Regions from separate parts of the Mus musculus genome. Here region 1 is linked to region 2. Evidence: chromatin contacts called from public targeted proximity ligation data. All regions are on one chromosome and are shown on one strand. The core of a region is the stretch at or near the end of the contact, and the rest is flanking DNA. Distances in the headings are between cores, read along the strand shown.

The links.
Region 1: a contact with region 2 is called in a targeted proximity ligation map of embryonic stem cells, with 3 times the contacts expected there. A contact is called at or near these places in 9 of 484 Hi-C or Micro-C datasets (the Ba/F3 cell line, the HPC-7 cell line, the N1E-115 cell line and 4 more), 3 of 130 datasets of targeted methods (bone marrow-derived macrophages and embryonic stem cells) and 1 of 9 other capture datasets (embryonic stem cells).

Annotation. Positions count from the first base shown.
Region 1 is chr19:17,045,315-17,049,249 of GRCm38.p6, forward strand. The region is part of intron 6 of Prune2 (prune homolog 2); the gene reads left to right. Among named protein-coding and RNA genes, the nearest start is that of Prune2, 91 kb to the left of the region's middle.
Region 2 is chr19:17,354,890-17,358,670 of GRCm38.p6, forward strand. It overlaps Gcnt1 (glucosaminyl (N-acetyl) transferase 1, core 2), which reads right to left and starts at 1,778. Exons shown (of 3, transcript NM_173442.5): 1 at 1,668-1,778.

The DNA.
Region 1 (3,935 bases), core at 292-2,791, 310 kb before region 2:
GACTGTGCACTGAGACTGTGCACTGAGACTGTGTACTGAGACTGTACTGAGACTGTGCACTGAGACTGTACACCAGACTGTGTACTGAGACTGTACACTGAGACTGTGTACTGAGACTGTGTACTGAGACTGTGTACTGAGACTGTACACTGAGACTGTACACCGAGACTGTACACTGAGACTGTACTGAGACTGTACACTGAGACTGTACACTGAGACTGTGCACTGAGACTGTGCACTGAGACTGTGCACTGAGACTGTACACTGAGACTGTGTACTGAGACTGTGCACTGAGACTGTGCACTGAGTCTGTGCACTGAGACTGTACTGAGACTGTGTACTGAGACTGTACACTGAGACTGTGTACTGAGACTGTACACTGAGACTGTACACTGAGACTGTACACTGAGACTGTACACCGAGACTGTACACCGAGACTGTACACCGAGACTGTACATCGAGACTGTACTGAGACTGTACACTGAGACTGTATACTGAGACTGTGCACTGAGACTGTACACTGAGACTGTGTACTGAGACTGTGTACTGAGACTGTGCACTGAGACTGTACTGAGACTGTACACTGAGACTGTACACTGAGACTGTGTACTGAGACTGTGTACTGAGACTGTGCACTGAGACTGTACACTGAGACTGTGTACTGAGGCTATACACTGAGACTGTACACTGAGACTGTACACTGAGACTGTACTGAGACTGTACTGAGACTGTATTGAGACTGTACTGAGACTGTACACTGAGACTGTACTGAGACTGTACACTGAGACTGTACACTGAGACTGTGTACTGAGACTGTGTACTGAGACTGTGCACTGAGGCTGTACACTGAGACTGTGTACTGAGGCTGTACACCGAGACTGTACACTGAGTCTGTGCACTGAGACTGTACTGAGACTGTACACTGAGACTGTGTACTGAGACTGTACTGAGACTGTGTACTGTGACTGTGTACTGAGACTGTGTACTGAGACTGTACACCGAGACTGTACACCAAGACTGTACACCGAGACTGTACACCGAGACTGTACATCGAGACTGTACTGAGACTGTACACTGAGACTGTACACTGAGACTGTGCACTGAGACTGTACACTGAGACTGTGTACTGAGACTGTGTACTGAGACTGTGTACTGAGACTGTGCACTGAGACTGTGCACTGAGACTGTACACTGAGACTGTACACTGAGACTGTGTACTGAGACTGTGTACTGAGACTGTACACTGAGACTGTGCACTGAGACTGTACACTGAGACTGTGTACTGAGGCTATACACTGAGACTGTACACTGAGACTGTACTGAGACTGTATTGAGACTGTACTGAGACTGTACACTGAGACTGTACTGAGACTGTACACTGAGACTGTACACTGAGACTGTACACTGAGACTGTGTACTGAGACTGTGTACTGAGACTGTGCACTGAGGCTGTACACTGAGACTGTGTACTGAGGCTGTACACCGAGACTGTACACTGAGACTGTGTACTGAGACTGTACTGAGACTGTACACTGAGACTGTGTACTGAGACTGTACACTGAGACTGTACTGAGACTGTGTACTGTGACTGTACCGGAGATTGTATACTGAGACTGTTCCTTCTGTCTTTACTTCCCAAGTGCTGGGATTACATTCTCTGTATCTCCTGATTATTTTCAGATTTCCCCAGCTTTGTCTTTTTCTTCCCTCTTATCAATTATGCTTCTGGTTTCTTGCTTCTCCTGTACAGGGCAGGGCAGGGCAGGGAGGGGCAGGGGGTATAAGTGGTTTGTCACGGAGATTTTGTTGTTATGCATTTGCTAGCCAGACACTCCTCGTGCTGGGCTGCTGTCTATCTTTTGTTATTCGGATCTTCCTTTAGAGTTGTTAGGAGTTGCAGCTTAGATGGCTACTGGAAAGCTAGTATGCATTTTTAATTTGTTTAGAACTTTGTTGATGGCTACATAGCTCCCATCCACTTGTAAGGTCTTACCTCTGAGTCTCAATATCTGTCGGCTTCAGTTTTATCCCTGAAATGTTCTGAAAACTAGAAAGCCAATGCAAATAATACAACATGAAGTAGTTTCTTTTATGGCTACCAAGGCCTTAAATTGAAGTCATATACTAACTATTACATATAAGAAATTAAATATATGATTCACTATGAGTAGCACATTTAGAGTCTATTAATAAAAATCAATATTTTTACAGTGAATATGTACATACATATATACCTGTGTATGTGTGTCTGCCCTTCATTTGTCTTTTCTGCCTCTCTTTTTCTTCCCACTTCCTCAAACATTTTAGAAGAAACTAGGAGGCCAAGAAAATGCAATCACATGACTTCCAGAACCTTCTCACAGATTGTCTGGGCAATTCAAAATTAGGTTGAAGCACACATTAAGACATGCTGGGTCTGACCTTACTGTGGGCTGCAGCTTTTCTTTTGGCTCTCTCCAGAGTCCTAGTGTCTGCCATGGTGTCATTGATAGAATGATCCTTGAAGAAGCAGAAGGAAGGCAGAACCCCCTTCAAGGCAGTGGTACATGGCTGCCTGATCCCTCTGAATGTTTTCCTGGGATTTAGGAGCTTCACAATGTTTTTGGCAGACTGTCATTGGTATGGCTTTATTCAGAAAATAACAGGCACACTCTTCAGACATGTGTGTGCTGATGTGTGACTCTAGGCAGAGTAACTATGCAGATTCATTCTGGAGGTTAACCAATGCTCTTCTGAGTGTGTGGACACACAGTTTACTGCAGTGCAGTTAAGCCCTGACTCATACTTATGTCAAAGAGTATCCTTTCCACTCTGAACTTACGTTGAAGCACCAGGACACCAGAACCTTCTCCCACCGTCTTCATGGTAGGTAGAGAGCACTGGCAGGTGTTGTCTTCTTCTAACAGGTATAAATCACAAGACTGAGCATTTGAGAAACAATATTAATAGTGGTTAACTCATATAGATACTGAGTGTATTCTGGACACATTGCTTTGAACTTTATCTTGGGCTGAGGATATAGCTCAGTGGTAAGGGGCTTGTCTAGCACATCCGTAGCTGGTGATTCACTTCCCAGCATGTAAAAAACAGAAGGGGGACTGGAGCAATGGCTCAGCAGTTAAGTGCACTGGTTACTCTTCCGGAAGACCTGGGTTTGATTCCCACCATCCGTGTGGCAACTCACAACTATCTGCAACTCCAATATACCCTCTTCTGGCCTCTACAAGCACTGTGAATGCGTGGTACGCAGACATACTTGCATGCAAAATACCCATCCACATAAAAAGATAGCAAGCAAAACCAATACAAACACAAACAGTTTTTAGCCAACGGTGGTGACTCACATCCATAATCTTATAACTAAAGAGGATGATTCTGATGAGAAGCTCAGGGACAACCTGAGCCCCACAGCAAGTTCCAGGTCGGCCATGCTAACGTAGCAAAACCTTGCTTTCCAAAGACCCAAAGCTTAATGTGAGCTTAAGAACCTGGTTCTTGTGGCTACTCTATGGAATATAGAAACCAAATGTGGGGCCTCGTACATACTAGGTGCTGTGTTCCCAGCCAACCCTTAGTTTTTGCATCTGTGTTTTATAGAGCAAAGGTCCCAGACATAGGAAGGATGGGTAGGCAGCTCACAGTTGGTCATACAGCTACAGAGTCGTTGGAAAATAATCTTTCTTGCCACAGTGAAGAGCTCCTCATTACACTTCCCTCCAGATGCTTCCAGGGTGAGATGGTCCAAGGGCCTTCACCCAGTTCCTATTTCTGTTATTTGCTGTATGAGTATGTGCATTCATTTTTCTTTGAACTACAATAGCTCATCTACACCGGGGCTGGGAAATGCTCAGTTGATCAACTGCCTGTCATTGAAGCATGAGAACCTGAGTTCAGACCCCTCCTCCCCTCCCAGCATCCCACACAAAACAGATAGA
Region 2 (3,781 bases), core at 528-3,027:
CGAGAACTGTAAGCACATTGCTCATTTGTTAATATGAATACTAAAAATAGACCCAGGGATCCTTATCTGTCCATACACAAGGCTGCATTACTCAGTGCAGCTGAAATACTACACAGTCCGTAGCAAACAGCAGGTGTGCTACATATGCCTGAAATTCCAGCACTCAGGAAGCCGATCCAGACTCTGATGACAGCCTGAGCTGCACAGTGAGAACCTGTCTCCAACCAACTAACAGAAAACTGCCTCTGACATTCAGGAAAGACTTTCCAACAGTACTAACTTTTTTTCCTACCACCTAATTTCCTAATTAGCCATTGCTAAGAAAGCTAGATTTCCTCCCTTTAAAACCTGAAAAAGAAAGGAAGATGGAAGGAAGGAAAGAAGGAAGAAGGAAGGAAAAAGGAAAGCAGAGATACCTGTAGCTTTCCATCTTTCCAGAACTGAAACCTTCTTCCAATCCTCTGCAGAGGGGTCCCTGTCTACTAACAGATAATTTACTCTGATCTTTAAAACAAAACAAAACAAAACAAAACTGTCTACCCCTCCTCTTCCTTTCCAGAAGACAAACCCGCCTTTCAGAACAGCTCTAAATAGGGGCAGCAGGCCAGAGGAAGAAATCATATTGCTCCCCCACCACCACTCACCAAATTCAGGTCACAGCCCCACCCACCCTCCTTCTCAAGTCAACGCACCAGTGCTCTCTCTGAACACTACCTCCTACCTACCAGTTTGCCTCTAGCTCCATTATTTGTAACAAAGCAGTTCTCTTCTGCAGCGAAAAGGAAAGATAAAGAGTACACACCAAGCTGACACTTGTTTTTTTTTGCAGAGCCAAGCTCGGATCCTCCACTGGAGGATCCTCCACAGTTGCACGGGGAAAGGGGTTGCATTTTTTTATTCTGCACTGAAAGAACTAAGACTGGGAGCAGCTATGCGCATGAGATGGACTTCTTCTCACTCTTGAGGTGTGATGGCGCTCATCTTTAACCTTGGTAGACAGAAGCAGGAAGATCTCTTTGAGTTCGAAGCCACATGAAAGAGAGAAGGAATGAAGGAGGGAGGGAGGAAGGCAGAAAAAAAAAAGAAAAGAAAAAGTAATAACCCAAGAAAAAGCAAAAACTAAAGAACTAACATGTCTAAGAAGAATTACCCGTTTTTGTAACAGACCTGCAGCCCAAGGCAAGAGGAAGAGCGGCGACTGCTTGGACCCCAAACTGGCCAGTCTGTTTGCAATCACCCTAAAGTAGTCATTCTCTGCCCCAGCGTCGGCTTCTCGGTCGGCGCTCTAACAGGGAGTCACAAACGTCTCTACACTGGCCTGTGGCCTTACGAAGTTTAAGTCTTTGGCGCCCAAGACACCGTTCGTCTCTACTTTTCATGCCTGCAACCAACCCTGATTTCTAAGCCCTCACTCATTGCACCAGTCCGGGAAAGAGTGGTCAGAAAGTGACTTCTAGATGCCACGTGTGTATCCGCGTCCCACCGAAGGACCGGAAGGAGAGTGCTAAGAGGACTCCTGCTCCATCCTAGCCGGGTTCCCGAACCAAGCGCCCTCTCCCTGCTCCAGCACCACTGCCTCCTTGGTGCAGCCCGTCCCGCCCGTTAGATCCGGTTCGGTGCTGTCCAACTCTGCCGGGCAACCCCACCGCTGGCCCAGCCTAGGTTACCTGGAGCCTGTGCCTGCAGGGCGCACGAAACAGTGCTGGATCGGCTCGCCAAGCGGATACTGGCGCGCTCAGCCTTCTGCGCTCCAGACCTCCGAGCCAGCGCCACGCCCTAGGACCCACCCTCGAGACCACGCCCCCAGGCCCACCCTTAAGACCACGCCCCCGGTTCCACTTCGCCCACCTGCGGCCACCGCTCGAGGTGAGGGCGCCCTCTGGGAGTTGCAGTTGTCCGGGAAGAAAACTAGAATCCAAACTTCCTCTTGCTTCCTAAGAATTCTTGGTTCTCTGGGCCAAGGACAAGCTACCTGGATGGGATCTTTTAAGAACTTTTATGTCTTCTTCCTCTGAAGCAGGAAATGTGCCAACTGTTGTCCTGTCTGATCTTAAAAATAAGTAAAAAGTTAAAATGCCCAACGTGTTTATACTGCATCAACTTTAGAGTCGCCCATGCCTTATCATTTTCTAGATAAACCTTGTATCTCATTTTGTGTTACCAGAATGTCAGAATTTATTGAATAACCAATATATTCACAAGCAATGTCAGTTTTTTGGTTGCAGCTTGCCAAGTAATCCTGATTTTACTTGAAAGCTGGTTCCTCTTTCGCACTTTAATTCGTAGTACTAACTCACTTTACACGTTATGCTTTACATAGTAAACAATACACAAATATACAGATTAGAGAAACTACAAGTTTGCAAGCATGTGGGTCTCAGGTGAGCATGCTTAGTGCCCCTCAAGGATAGAAGACATTATCCGTGGGAGTGTAGAAAGCAAGGCTGAGCTGTCTTGGAAGCACCAATCTGTGAAATTCACCCTCTTGGGCTGTAGATCTGAAGAGGTTGCCCCAAGGACTGCCCGCAACAGAACAGAACAGGAGATAGTGGTGTCTACTGAGTGGAACAATAACACCCCAGTTCATGCCAACTCCAGCCCCATGTGTCCTTTCTGCTAAGCTTGGCCCCTTCCTCTCTTCTATTCTAGGGGTTGACTCTTGGAAGATTGCTTTGTTTGCCTTGTCCCTGTTCCCTGCCCCTCCCCCTTTCCCTGGAGTCTTCCAGGGGAAAGCAACATCAGCTCTGGCCACCTGCAGAAACAATGAACTGGGAGTTAATGATTCCTTCCTTCAACCTCGACCCTTTCCTTAAGAGATTTCCCCTCCAGTGACAGTTTTCGCTCTCTTGCTCTAATTTTATGCAGAAAAGTAATGTTATAATGCATTCTAAGTTTAATTCCATTATTATTTTATGTGCATGGATGTGTTGTGTGTCTGTATGTTCATCACATGCATACAGTGCCCTCTGAGGCCATTGGTCCTCTCAAACTGGAGTTACAGATGGCTGTGAGTCTCCCTGCGGGTGGTAGAAATTGAACTGGGATCATCTAGAAGACCAGCCACACTTCCAGCTCCTTTTATAGTGGATTATGTGTTAGGTCTAGAACAGAGAAAGGACATGAGCCCTTTCCCACATGAGGTTTATGATTTATTTTGTCATGCACACGGAATGTCAGGATGTGACATCTGAACGTCAGCCTGTCATTTGTTTTCATGAGAAAGAGCTGTCTCCCCCATCCTTTCTGGACTAATCTGCCCTGCAGAGGTTTATCCTATGTAGTTTAAGTGTGTTTTGAGCTGTCAATATCTATAAGAATCACACACACACACACACACACACACACACACACCTCTTCCTTTTCCGTTGTGTTGTTTTCTGTTTGTTTGGTTTCAGTTGGGTACTGTAATGGAAACCAGGGACTTAGGCATGTTAAGCAAATGCTTTGATTATTTGAGCTACACCACTGAGTCAGCCTCTGACCTTCTAACTTTAATGTGCATTGTCAGCTTTTAGAATAAGTCTAAGGCTGGAGAGTACTTGTTCCTCTTGCAGAGGATTTGGGGTTGGTTTCTAGCACCCACATGGCAGCTCATAATCACCTGAAACTCCAGTTTCAGAGGATCTAGTACCCTCTTCTAGCTTCCACGTATACCAGACACACACAGTGCATACAGCTCACAGAAGCTGGGACCCTGGAGCACACGGCACAGCCTGTAGGCAGCTCAACAGGATGGAGAGTGTCCTTCTATGTACCTAGGTTGGTTTAAACCTCCTCCAGG